Regions from separate parts of the Ovis aries genome. Here region 1 is linked to region 2. Evidence: chromatin contacts called from public Hi-C data. All regions are on one chromosome and are shown on one strand. The core of a region is the stretch at or near the end of the contact, and the rest is flanking DNA. Distances in the headings are between cores, read along the strand shown. Region 1 has its middle 7.0 kb from the start of GRAMD2B. Region 2 overlaps ALDH7A1 (aldehyde dehydrogenase 7 family member A1).

What was found. A called contact is a pair of places that touch in the nucleus more often than the background predicts.
Region 1: a Hi-C map of retroperitoneal adipose tissue shows a contact between it and region 2, with 4 times the contacts expected there. The contact joins two enhancer-like sites. A contact is called at or near these places in 14 of 16 Hi-C or Micro-C datasets (blood, hypothalamus, liver and 6 more).

The regions. Positions count from the first base shown.
Region 1 is chr5:25,220,486-25,228,200 of ARS-UI_Ramb_v3.0, reverse strand. No RefSeq gene overlaps it. Among named protein-coding and RNA genes, the nearest start is that of GRAMD2B, 7.0 kb to the right of the region's middle. Within about 2 kb of position 1,305, at least 7 of the 54 cell types and tissues checked have an H3K27ac peak or open chromatin away from gene starts, as enhancers often do.
Region 2 is chr5:25,058,051-25,064,806 of ARS-UI_Ramb_v3.0, reverse strand. ALDH7A1 (aldehyde dehydrogenase 7 family member A1) reads right to left here. Exons shown (of 21, transcript XR_009600672.1): 18 at 2,029-2,149. Among named protein-coding and RNA genes, the nearest start is that of ALDH7A1, 45 kb to the right of the region's middle. Within about 2 kb of position 4,141, at least 34 of the 54 cell types and tissues checked have an H3K27ac peak or open chromatin away from gene starts, as enhancers often do.

The sequences.
Region 1 (7,715 bases), core at 56-2,555, 170 kb before region 2:
TTCTTTGGAAGGAATGATGCTAAAGCTGAAATTCCAGTACTTTGGCCACCTCATGCGAAGAGTTGACTCACTGGAAAAGACTCTGATGCTGGGAGAGATTGGGGGCAGGAGGAGAAGGGGACGACAGAGGATGAGATGGCTGGATGGCATCACTGACTCGATGGACGTGAGTTTGAGTGAACTCCTGGAGACGGTGATGGACAGGGAGGCCAGGTGTGCTGCGATTCATGGGGTCTCAGAGAGTCGGACATGACTGAGCGACTGAACTGAACTGAAACATGGAGTATAATCTATAAAAATTTTGAATCACTATGTTGTACACCTGGAACTAATATAACATTGTGATTCAGCTATTCTTCAATACGATAAAATTTTTAAAAAACACGATGAATTATATTCCAAAACTAATTGTTCAGTACTTTTAAAGGGTCAAATCAAATTTATTGAAAGGCAAAAACTAAGGTGTGTCACAAACTGGAGACTGAGGAGACATTAATTAAACACAACATGAGAATCTGGACTGAATTGCAGACCAAGAAAAGAGCACTAGTGGAACAATTGGAAAATTCACATTCAGTCTATGTGTAAGGTAATAGTATCAGTGCTAATTTGCTGATTTTTATAATTGTAATGTGGTTTTGCAATGTATTATCACTTGATGAAACTGGATGAAAGGTTATGAAAATTCTTGGTATGTTTGAAATATTTTGTTAATTTGAAATGACTTAAAAATAAAAGGGTGAAAAGTTTTAACTATTAAAATCAATAGGATAGAAGGTGATGGAAAATTTAAGAGGAACCTTAAAAATAGATTACAAATGTCTTCTGTCCTATTTAATTGGCCATTGGCTGACCAGAGCAATAACTGGCCACACTGGTTTGGGGCCACCCTACACCACTCCCCATACACATACAACTTCTCAACTCTGTTTTGATTTGAATGTGTCACAAAATCCTCAGAATTTCAAAATAGCATTTCTCAAAATTCAATTTGATCCTATTGTATAAAATATCCTCTATAAATACTTCTTACAAGGGGTGAAGGAAAGGAGAGGGAAAGTCATACAAATGAGAGACTATAAGCAGAATCACCTGTGTAACTTGTTTTTTCAAAACTCTCATGCCTAAACCCTATGTCAAACCCTTCCCTGGTAGCTTAGCCGTAAATAATCTGTCTGCAATAAAGACCCAGTTCTATTCCTGGGTGGGGAAGATCCTCTGGAGGAGGGCATGGCAACCCACTCCAGTATTCTTGCCTGGAAAATTCCATGAACAGAGAAGCCAGGCAGGCTATAGTCCATGACGTCCCAAAGAGTCGGACACAATTGAAGGGACTGAACACACAGGATTCTGAGACATACCAGGAAAGTCTACTGCTGCTAAGCCGCTTCAGTCGTGTCTGACTCTGTGTGACCCCATAGACGGCAGCCTACCAGGCTCCCCCGTCCCTGGGATTCTCCAGGCAAGAACACTGGAGTGGGTTGCCATTTCCTTCTCCAGTGCATGGAAGTGAAAAGTGAAAGTGAAGTCGCTCAGTCGTGCCCAACTTTTTGCGATCCCATGGACTGCAACCTACCAGGTTCCTCTCTCCATGGGATTTTCCAGGCAAGAGTACTAAAGTGGGGTCCCGTTGCCTCCTCCAGCCAGGAAAAGTCTGAGAACTGTTAATACCATCCACAAAAATGACTGGTCTCTGAAACAGGCTGTGTTAACCACTAGATGGTGCCAGGATTCTGAAGATGGAATTTTCGTGTACATTTCCCATTGAGTAAACAGTATATTCATTTTCCCTCTTCTCTCTCTCCTCCACGTCTCTCCACCTTTTAGAAAAGGAGCATAACATACCAAAATAACTCAACATCTTTCTCCTTGAACTTATTTCAGTTGTCTTAATCTTTCTCTGAGCAGGGCTTGAGGAAGGCTGTTTTAGGGCTTGTTTTCCCCTTAGCATCTTCCTTTCTGAGTGGAAATGTTTGGAGGAGAGCTGTGACTTCAACATTTTGGTGTGGTAAGAGTAAGTTTGAGATGTTTATTTAACATGGGAAAAGTTAGGGGGGGATTACAAGATTTGATGGTCATTAGCACATAAATAGAATTTAGAGCCCTAAGGCTGGATAATATCACTTAGAGGACATGTGTAGATAGAGAAGACTGTTGAAGCTGAGCCCACTGATTACACTGATGCTTGCTGCTGCTGCTAAGTTGCTTCAGTCATGTCCGACTCTGTGTGACCCCACAGACGGCAGCCCACCAGGCTTCCCCGTCCCTAGGATTCTCCAGGCAAGAACACTGGTGCTTGATACTCTCTCAATAAGACTGTAGTGGTTATTTATAATATGATGTAGTTAAGGTGAGAATAATACTCTATATGGTTATTTCAAGGAATAAATGAATATGTAAAATATCTAAATGCCAGACAGAGTAGACTATCAACAAGATATTATTTTTCTCCCTTATTTCATTCCTTGGTAAAAGTGGATTCTGCAGTATATTCCAATAGAATTAAAATATTTCCACTAGCTCAGATGTCTTTACAACTGAAGGAAATCTTAAGAAACATCTGTCTCCACATCTTCAAAATGAGGTTTTTGTAAGGTGTTCACAAGTTTCCAGGATCTCTGTTAAGCCTGAGTTATTAAAGTTCAACAGATTTCTTACCACAAGGACCTACTGTATAGCATAGGGCACTGTAGTCAATACCTCATAACCTATCGTGAAAAAGAATCCAGAAAAGATATAAATATTTAAGTTAATATTTGCTAAAGCTTTGACCCATACCTCAAAGTTTCTAAATCAGTAGAAAATGTCTTTTACCAGTGATCAAAAGGACATTCAACTAACTTTTTAAAAAGCAATAGCTAATTTTTTTTCCCTAACTGTAAGAATACACCATGGAGAAAAAGAATAGTGCATCACAGAGCACACTTTCTCACCAACATTTTGCAGAGAAGACTGGAGCACAAGGACATCAAACCTTTGGCGTGGACTTCCCTGGTGGCACAGTGGTTAAGAACCCACCTGCCAATGCAGAGAACACGGTTTCCATCCCAGGTCTGGGAAGATCACACATGCCTCGGAGCAGCTAAGCCTGTGGGCCATAACTATTGAGCCCGCACTCTAAAGTCCTCCAGCCGCAACTACTGAGCCTGTGTCCTCAACTACTGAAGTCCACACGTGCCTAGAGCCTATGCTCTGCAACAAAGAGTAGCCCCCACTCGCCACAATTAAAGAAAGCCCGTGCAAAGAGAACGGAGACCCAGCGCAGCCAAAAATAAATAAATAAATAAATAAATATTTTTTTAAAAAACCTCAGCATGCCTGGGGGCCCATCACACATCAGGCATGAGCTGGATTGGAAGCCTAATTTGTCTTACACCAAAGAAGTCACAAGAATTTCAATGCAAAGACACAGAACATGGTCAAGACAGGGGTAAGAAGCAGGACTTCCAGAACAGACCTGACAAGAGTAAATGGCAGGTGCTGCTGCAGGATTTTCACGGGGAGTAGGAGGGCTGAAGGGGAGGCTGGGGAAGAGGGGGACGTGGTGGTAACAGCATGCTGAAAGTGAAAGCTGCTCAGTCATGTCTGACTCTTTGCAACCCCATGAAGTATACAGTCCATGGAATTCTCCAGGCCAGAATACTGGAGTGGGTACCCATTCCCTTCTCAGGGAATCTTCCCAACCCAGGGATTAAACCCAGGTCTTCTACACTGCAGGTGGATTCTTACCATCTGAGCCACCAGGGAAGCCCAAGAGTGTGCTGGTCTATGTCTTTAAAAGATGTCCTCTACCCTACCTTACCTTAAAGCTACCTTTCCTTATTTCTGGTGAGAAAAGTCTTCTGAAGTATATTCAGCTATTCACACAGGAAGATTCCACTACAGTCTCCAAGTTCCCTCTGTTCACTTAGTGAAACTGAAGACACTCTCAAAGTTACTTTCATATAACTCAAGCAGTTGACAACAGGTAAAATATAAGTGCCCCTAAAAGGAGCTAGCTATTATCATCTTACTCCATTAGTGATAAGACTGTAGAATCTGAAGTTGGCTATTGCTCTATAAAAACCATCTCAAAACATATGGGTTTGAAATAGCTACTTATTGTTTATAAATCCACATGTTAGCAGGTGGTTCTACTGATCTAGACCAATTAGATTCTGGCTGGACTCGGTCACGTGTCAAATAGCAGGTCAACCAGGAGCTGAGTGGTCTATGAAAGCTGGAATGACTCATCTGTGCTCCACCAGGTCTCACCTGGAACAAGATCCTAATTCAGGCATGTTGCCATGGTGACCACAGAAGAGCCAGAAAGGAAGCAGAAATACACACGGCTTCTTGACTCAGACCTGTCACCACATCATTCCTGCTACATTATATGGCCAAAGCAAGTCACAAGGGCAGCCCAAGTTGGAGGATCAGGGACTCCAAGGTTATCAGACAAATAGTATGGACAGAGAGAAGCCATTAATTTAACTGAGATCATTAATGCCTTAATCTAACACAGGATGGAAGGGCAAATTGTGCATGCAACAGTAGGAAAGAAATGATAGAGAATAAAATTATGTGTATATTTTACAATCTTATGCATGGAAGTCTCTAGTTCTATTATCTAGTTTTGAACTCTACAAGCAAATTGTACCCTTTCTGCTCTATGTAAACCTTCATCTTAGTATTTCCTATACAAATAAATCATCTCCCCACATACATTGTGCTGTGCAATGGTCTTAGATTAAAATGAATTAGATATTCTAAAATATTTACATTTGAGTTCAGTCATTTAGACTTTTGTCTGAAACAGAGCAGAAAAGGAACTTTAATGTCATTTTATTATTTTTCTAGTTAATGAGCAACTTAAGTGTCTGCATTAGTGTCATGGTAGAACAGCTAAAAAGAAGCAAGAATAAAAAAGATCAATTTCCCAGTAAATCTGGCTTTAAGCATAGCAGGTTTATCACCAGTAAGTATTTACTGAGCCTCCACAGTGAGGAAAGAACCATGATGAATACAGTATAAAACATGTTCTTTAAGCAAAAAAGTATATTCTGATCACAGAAAGCACAGATGAGACATGGGTGATAAAATATTGATGTTTTATCAACATTTTGATAATATCAAATGTGTTATGTTTAATTCAAATACATATGAAAGTTATTATGCTGGGCATGTTTAAATAATATTCAGTCATGAACTCCAGGGAGTAAACTGAAGACCATTTAGGAAGTTAGGGTAGAACCTTTGAGGTAGCAGGTACTTACTGTTTTCTAAAGTGAGAAAAGACATCAAATTTGGTGTAAGACAAAGATCATCATGAATAAGGGGTCAATGAAAGTAACCCCACATCAGCCTCAAGAAAAGATGAAGCTCCTGAGGTGACAGGATAACATTATCCTAGGAGTCACACAGAAAGTCTCTGTGGTCAATTGCTGACTCTCACATGTGGGTTTCAGATGTGGCTGATCTGTCCCTCTAACCAGACCCTGAAAGAGAAACTTTCTTATATATTATTTGTGAGGGAAGAACAGGCCACTTGGCTAAAAGGCTTGTTATTGGCCACGTCAGGAGTAAACTCAAAGTTCCTTTCTGACACTCTTCAGAGTTTCTCGAAGATTGGTTAACCTCTAGAAGATGTGGAAAAGACAACAGGCCCTGGCAGCAAAGAGGAGCATCCAGCAGACATTCCAAGCACAGCTCATGCCCTGGAAGAGTAGGCTCCAGGGGAAAGCAGTGAAGCCAAAGGATCCTGACCTGGAACTGTGACAGGTCTCAGACCTGGAAAAAGTAGTTAAGTGTAGAATGTTGCCACTTTGCTGCATTAAAGGTCTTTTGGGTATCTCTAGGACAGAAAGTCTCCACAGGAAGGAGATCCTATCAGGGGTAGTTCCTATGTTTAATCAAGGATTTGAGCACAAACAAGAGTGGTCCCTGGTGCTCAGGAATCTCTGATATAAATGCCTTTTGCTTATAGGCTGATTGCAAAGGAGAACTGGTAGAGTTTAAAGTTCTTCATGTCATTCAAGCTGAAGAGGGAGAACTCAAGCAGAGGGAGACCATGAACAATTCTAGGGAGGACTTGGAAGTATGGCTGCAATCTGGGGCACAGTTTGTCCAGGAGAACTCATTATGTCATATACAAGGGAAAGAGGATGATTCCATACTTGCACTGTTACTCATGCAACTTGCTGTGCAACTCCGCAAGTTTTGGTTCTAAGTTCCTTTTAACTTAGAAAGACAGATTAGGTTTTAGGTTAGTTGCTTTGACTTCCTTATAAGCAGACACTGTAGATTAGGCTTTTGGTTCTTTGACTTTTACTGTGTTTATTAGTTCAAAGTCTGTGAAACTACTAGCAGGGCACCATGTATGTGGCAAGGCGTTGAATTTTATTTTAATTCCTCTACAGTTCCAACTATGAATGCAACTGCTTAAATATCCCTCAAAGAATCCTATCTGCAAAAGATTCTCTTCTGGGAAGGTGATCAGTCTCAGCCTAGACCCAGGGCAATTAATAGAAGGCCTCAGAATGACATCTGAAGGCGTCACAATAGGTACACACGGACACTGTGAAGGCATACACTGCATGAGGCATGATGGGAACATAAAATGTAATATAATATGTGAGTAGGTTGAGGAAATCAGGAACAGGAGCCATGTGTTTTATTTTCCTTTCAGAAAGACTGTATAATAGCGGAAAGACTTTGGATTCCATAGGCCTGCATTTAAATTTCAGCTCTGCTGCTGTTTAACTGAACGTGTGAACTAGCAAAAGAAGCTGCTTTTCTTGAGTTCAGTTCCCTTATCTCTGAAATGATGAGAAATATACCCGTTTCCTAGCATTACAGGAGGGTTAAATAAGTTTCTATATGTAAAGTGCCAGGAATACAGAAATTACACAACTAATAAATTCACTTCTACTCTTTATCCTCCCTCCCTGAAAACCTAACAAGAAACACTGGAACAGTTGCTCAGAGAAATAGTCTATCTCCTCAGCCCCAGGATGGCCCAGGCAACCCCCAAACCTCACCTTACTCTATAGAGTTTGCACAGAAACATAGGGCAGAATTCAAACTCTGGTTTACCAGAAAGCTCACGATGACCTCTGACCAGTCTGGGCTAAACTCTCCCATTTTTTGTACAATTCTGTGTATTCTTGCCACCTCTTCTTAATCTTTTCTGCCTCTGGTTATGTCCTTACCATTTCTGTCCTTTATTGCACCCATCTTTGCATGAAATGTTCCCTTGATATCTCCAACTTTCTTGATGAGATCTCCAGTCTTTCCCATTCTATTATTTTCCTCTACTGCTTTGCATTGTTCATTGAAGAAGGACTTCTCTCTCTTTCCTATTCTCTGAACTCTGCATTCAGTTGGGTATATCTTTCCCTTTCTCTCTTTTTGCTTCTCGCCTTTCTCCAGGTATTTGTAAAGCCTCCTCAGTCAGCCACTTTGCCTTTTATAATCTCTGTTTATAAAGATATAGCACTGTGACTTACTGGAAAGCATCAGAAAAACGAGGTATTTCCATCATTGGTGGTCTCACTTAAAACTGCCTTCTAGTTGTCAGTTTTTGTCTTGTTTAGTTTTATTTATTAATCTCCCTTTCCATGGAAAGATATGAAAGGTCTCTGCTATCTTTATTTTCACTGTATTCTGGTTGTTATCATAGATCATACTTTTTTTTTTTTTTTGCCAATGTCTCTGTCACCTGGTCTTTATTCCCA
Region 2 (6,756 bases), core at 2,892-5,391:
AGCTGTCTCTACCAGATCCAAATTCTACCAAACACTAAAAGGGATCACAGTATGCCGCCCCCAAATATGCCACTTTGGCATAAGAATTCTTGAGCTGAAGGCAATTGAGAAAAAGCTGAAAAAGCTCTCTGCTCATCTCCCTTCAGCCTAAAAGCTTAACTTGCCTTCTGAAGATGTCCTCCTCTCTCACACCCAGAAGGAAAGAACAACATTTATCACCAGAGCTTAAGACAGCATCCGGATGAGTGCGCAGAAACTAAACCTGACTATTGACAGTTAACCCTTTCTTCCATCATGTTTCCCCATATACTTAACATCCCAAAACTTACTACCCCTAGAAACCCAAACCCCGTTAACTTCATCGTTTCAATCCTCCACCATTCATTGGCCTTTGGTAAAATGGAATGTAAGTCTCCAACAGTAACTACTTCTTGGGTTTTCACTTCATTTGTAAGAAGGCCTCTGTGTACATGCGTGTTAGTTGGTCAGTCATGTCCAATTCTTTGGGACCCCATGGACTGTATGGACTATCGCCTGCCAGGCTCCTCTGTCCATGGGGATTCTGCAGGCAAGAATACTGGAGTGGGTTGCCATTTCCTTCTCCAAGGGATCTTTCCAACCCAGATATTGAACCCGGGTCTCCTGCATTGTAGGCAGATCCTTCTGAGCCACCAGGAAAGTCCCCTCTGTGTACATAAAATAATATTAAAATGTGTATTTCTTTTCTTCTGTTAATCTTTTTCTCAGTTTAATTCACAGGTCTCAGTGAAAGAACATAAGAGTGAGGAAGAATTTTTTTTCCTTCCCCACACATACAAATAGAAGTCAAACCCTCCACAGAGTATCCATTTATTTCTTTACTCAACAAACATTTACTGATTCCATACTATGCGGGAGAAGAGACAGAAAACTTGGTTAAGCTCGGCAAGGTCCTGCCCTCACAGAGCTTTCCTTTAGTGAGGGAAGCAGACATTAAAAAATTACTGGTGCAGGGCTTCCCTGGTGGCTCAGTGGTAAAGAATTCTGCTCATGCAGGAAACACAGATTCGGTTCCTGATCTGGGAAAAATCCCACATGCCCCGGAGCAACTAAGCTTGCGAGCCTCAGCTGCTGAAGCCTGTGAACCGAGAGCCGCTGCTCCTTAACAGAAGCCACTGCAATAAGAAGCCCATGTACTGCCACAAAAAAAGCAGCCCCTGCTCTCCACAACTAGAGAAGAGCCCTCAGGGCAGTGAAGACACAGCACAGCCAAAAATAAATTAATTAATTTTTAAAATATATTACCGGTGCATCAGAACCGTGTGGATACAACAAGAAGGAGATCTAACACTGGGGTGAGAAGGATAATATGAAACTTTCTGTAACCTTCCTTATTGTTGTTAAGGAACAGACAAAAAAAAAAAAAAAGAAAGAACGAACAAACCAGAAGTAGGCCTTGTAAGTTCAATAACAGCCCTAAAGCGAATTTCCTGTAGTGATTGACTTGGAGCCACAGAGCAGCCAGCACAATGCTGCTTAACCGTAAACAAAGGTCAGCCAGGGAGACTTCGCTGGAGGAAATCGGTCGTCCAGTTTAAAAAAATCCTCTTTTGTTTCTGGAAGCTACTAAAAATCCAAGCCCTTCAAGTCATTTGGGCAACACAGAGGGAACAATTGGGCTTTTCCCTTTTTCAGAGGATGCACTTCACAGAGATGAATCCTGCTGGGGCAGAACAAGGGCAGCACACTGACTAGGTTCTTTATAAAAATCCAGGACTGGGGGGATGTCGTGACTTCAGCCACTTAGCCAGAGCGGCACGTAGACGGTGACATCTTGACCTGGGAGGGAGGGGGCCCTCGGTGGTGCGGAAGCTCTGAGAGGGCTGAGAGGGAGGCGGGGGAATACCAGCAGCAGCCAGCTCTCTGCTTTCGAGAGCAAGAATAAAATGAAATCCCTCAAGGAGGAAAGGAGGGAGTGCGGTCATGAGAAAGTCCTTGTTAAATGTGCAGAGGTCAAAAAATACAATGGGGAACGCAGACTCAGCTTACCTGTGTTCATAGGAGATGCTGGAATGATCGGCCACACTTAGTAGGCAGCTAAGGCAGACTGCAGAAGTAGGCAGAGGTGAGAATTCATCTCCTCTTTTTCTGACTCCTTGTGCAGGGCAAACTATGAGAATAAAAAATTCACTGGGTCATTCCTACAGTCTACAGCCCTAAGCTATAGAAAGTTTCCTGGTACTGTTTCCTCAGAGGTTCTTTCAATTTCAAGAGGTTAAAATCATTTGATCACTGTTTTGGGGTAGCTAGAGTCTGGATTTAAAACACCAGGAAGCACTGCAATTATTATGCAGAATTCTTTTAAGTTAGGGCAGATCATTAAGTCAAGAAGAGAAAGAAAAACCTTCAGTGAATCGTCTTTGTTATTCTTACCACAGTTTGTTACATTCTTTAAATGAATAACTGAGGGAATAGAAAACTGACACCCCATTCTCCAAGTTGCAATTCAAAATAAAACAAGATGCATCCCTGAGACACTGTCCCCTCGTGTTATCCCCAGAAAAGACAAGGCCACGTGTCGTCTCCTCCCCAAAAAGAACACAGGAAAAGACGCTCTCATAGTCCTCTCCTGAGGACCCCTCTCACAGGCTGTTTGAGATCATGAGCAAAGAGCATTTCCTGGCTCACAGCTGAATGTCCTCATTTTAATTGCAAACTCAATCCCTAAACTGGAGAAAATGTCTCCTCTTTTCACTCAGAAGATATTTTCACAGCTGAAAGCCAATTTGAATATGAGTTCACCAGCTCAAAAGGAGAGATTCAGTGGTATGGCAGGTGGCTCACTGCAATCCAGTATCAAACCAGTTCCAGCCATGGTTCCTGAGTTCCTCTCAAGAGTCTTAGGTTAAGACTTCCTTAAAGGGACTCTGAGCTCATCAGAGAAAGCACTGGCAATCCCACCACGACAGGAGTAGCCCCGTGTAAGGAGCATCTTTCTGACCATACACGAGACCATGCCATCCTCCCCACTCCGTTCCAGATATGTGTCTATGCTGACAGCCTAGGTCTAGACCTGCCACATAGGGGTTAACCTCCACACTGTGTGGTCTCTCCCAGGCCCTGTTTGTCAAAGGAATGACATTTGAATCAGAGGTGACCCCATCAGTCCAGATCTCTGAGCTTCTCTTAACTAAATCAGTGCCCCTGGGCTGGCCCAGACCAGCTCCACACAGAATACAGGGAGCTCACTGCTTCTTCCAGTATCACCATGCATCTATTACACTTTATCTGGAAAGTTCTAACATCTGGCATCATACTTGTATTTTACAATAGTGCTGGGAAAAGAAGTATTGGAGAAAGATTATGCCCATTTTACAGAGGAAGACAGGGGCCTCAGAAGAGATGTGGTTTAAGCTGAGAATGGAATCCTGCCCTTCTGACAGCCCTGATACAGAAGATTAGAAATCCACTGAGCCACACCAGAAAATGCAGAGGAAGCTCACATCTGGTTCTCAGCCTCTCTCTCCGTTTTCCCACTTCTCTTAAACCAGCACTGACTTCTCCAGGTACCCACTTTCCACTTGGCTACTGGCTCTCTGCAGGATTTCCTGTCTTTGTCAACTCTACCTCCAACTATCCCATTTGTCGAAACTTCTCTCTTCCACCTCCCATTCTGTTCTAACCAACTCTGAAATTTCCCTGACTGGCTGCTTTTGGAAGCTGATGACTTCTGTTTTTTATGAAGGGTCATGATGAATAGCCCTAAGTAATCGTAGCAGGATCTAAATTAATTCTTAATTGGCTGATCATCAGAGCTTAAGGAAGTAAAATGACATGTGACAGGAGGCATTCCCCAGAGTGGGCAGAAGGGAGTATGTTTAACACACACTCTGGTAGAAGTTGCTAATTTTCCCCCAATAATCATTTTGTCCTCTCTCAACAGAACACCCAAGTTGTGTCCAAGTACGCAGCTGCCAAAAATAAAGGTTTGTTTCTCAACCTCCCATTTGGCTGTATATGCTGTGACTAAGTTCTGCCATGTGATGTGACATGTTGCAATTGACATGTGCAACTTCCTGGTCACACCCTTAAGTGGAAGAGTGCCCTCCCCTACCCAAGTATGTGGTAGCGATGAGTCATCTTTCATCAAGCAGAACAATCAGGCCCAGACACCAGGAGGTCACCAGTTCACCCTGGACTACCCACGTCTGGACTGTTAAGTAGGAAAGAGATACTACCTTGTTGAGCTTTCATTCTTTGCAGTCTCGGAAAGAGAAGCTAAAATCATATCCTGAATATGGCCTTGACTGGAAGTCTATAAGCTGTTTTCATTCTTCTTGGTGTAAATACTGCCTTTAGCCAAGAAGGGTCAGACAGGGGTAGGCTTGACTCACCAGAGCCTAAACCTCAAAACCTTTCGGCTGGAAGGAAATATGTGAAACTTGGAAAGATCATCTGAGCTGTGGCCCACCTGTGGCTAACTGGCATGCACAGCCTCCTTCCAAAGAAATTTAAATCTGAATTTTTTTCTGAAGGCTAACACCTAAGTATAAATCAAGCACTTAGCCAGTTTTGGTCCATGGTCTCCACATGGCCCAGCCTATTCATTTTGTAGATGAGAGAGCTAGGGCACCGAAAGGTCAGATTACTCCTCTAAGAACATTCAGCTTCTTAGAAGCAGAGCTGTGCTGAAGACACAGATGCTCCACCTCCCAGACCCGCACCACCTATATATCCCGCTGAAGACCCAGGCATCTCAGCCCCCAGACAAGCAGGCAGGGTGAGGGACAGCGTCATTTTAACTGACTCAGGACTCAACATTTCAGGAAAGGTCACAGAAGCTACCTTGTTGAGCCTCCAATCTTTGTAGTATGTTACAGGAGCTAAAATCTACTCTTTGTCTACTTTATTTCTTCCAGAGCAGTTCAGTCCTAACACCATTAGGCAGCTGGAAGACTGTCCCCATTTGGGGACAGCTATGTATAGGATGCGTGAGTGGGCTGAGAAGGAAATCCACGTGGGAGATGAGACCAGCATCCTCAAAACCAGAAGTAGGTGAGGGAGGTGTCCTCAGAAAGATGGGAGATTAGCTATTCCAGTGAGAACTACATCAAGGGTAATGAGAGGCAGTTTCTTACTATCAGAGTTGCAAATACCAAAAGATAACTAAAATGAAACCTATGATATTGGGTTGGATATGGAAGTTTTGATGTGAACTCCTAGCTCTCAGTATAAGCAGATAGATTCAGAAGTAAACACAGAGGTACTTGTGTATACAGTTGACCCCTGAACAACGCATTAGGGCCCTAACCCTCTGCAGTCAAAAATACACTTATAATTTAAAGTTGGCCTTCTGTATATGAGGTTCTGATCCTGCAGATTCAACCAGCATATGACTGTGTAATACTGTAATTCTGTTGAAAAACATGTGAGCGTAAGTGGACCAGTTCAGTTCAGTTGCTCAGTTGTGTCCAACTCTTTTACGACTGAGTGGACTGCAGCACGCCAGACTTTCCCAACTCCTGGAGCTTGCCCAAACTCATGTCCACCAAGTCAGTGATGCCATCCAACCATTTCATCCTGTTATCCCCTTCTCCCCTTGCCTTCAGTCTTTCCCAGCATCAGGGTCTTTTCTAATGAGTCAGTTCTTCACATCAGGTAGCCAAAGTACTGAAGTTTCAGCTTCAGCCTCAGTACTTTCAATGAATATTCAGGGTTGATTTCCCTTAGGATTGACTGGTTTGATCTCCTTGCAGTCCAAGGGACTTTCAGAAGTCTTCAACACCACAGTTCAAAAGCATCAGTTCTTCGGCATTCAGCTTTATGGTCCAAATCTCGCATCCATACATGACTACTGAAAAAACCATAGGTTATGTAGACTAGACAAACCTTTGTCTGCAAAGTATTGTCTCTGTGGACCAGTGCCGTTCAAACTCGTTCAACAGTCGGTTGTACATGTATTTCCCAGCTCTATCCTCTGTAAGGACCTAGCAGCAGTGATATCTTCATGTCACTAGTCATACCTACACCAGATCTTGGCTTCCAAATAAGATTCTTTTCTATTTTTTTTTTGGCTGTGCTTCCTGGCATATAAGATCCTAGTTCCTTAACCAGGGTTCAAACCTATGCCTGCTGCAGTAGAAACACAGAGTCCTAACCACTGGACCACCAGGGAATTCCCCTAAATATGGTTCTTGACTAAAAGGAATCAGAGCTCCTGGGAGAAATGGCTGATAGCAGAACTGGGGTAGATTAATTACAAGAAAAATCTGGGACATCTTGTTTCAAAAAGCTAGCAAGTGCCTAAAGAACAAGGACACATTCAAAAAACACAGACGTCAGCTCAAGGGGAACTCTGCTGGCCAAATCAGGAACATCAAGGTACATTGTGAGCATCCAAAGAAGTAATAAAACAAATGGATTATAACTCACTGTATAAAAGAGGAAAATAGATGAGACAAGAAAGATTGAGGGCAAACTGAACACACAGGTAATTTCAAAGTCCCTCCCCACAGAAGACATTAATTTACAAAGGAGAAATAGTTCACAATGAAAAAAGCTGGTAGACACCACTCTGGTCAAGGTATCAATGGTAATATGAGTAATAAGACAAAACGCAATCATGCACCACCTCATGGGACGAACATGGCATCATTTCTGCAATTGTAACTGCTAAAGGTGCACAACCTGAACCTAATCATGAGGAAACACCAAGTTGAAGGTCACCCTGCAAAGTAAGTGGTCTGCAGTTCCCAAAGTATCCAGGCCATAACAGTC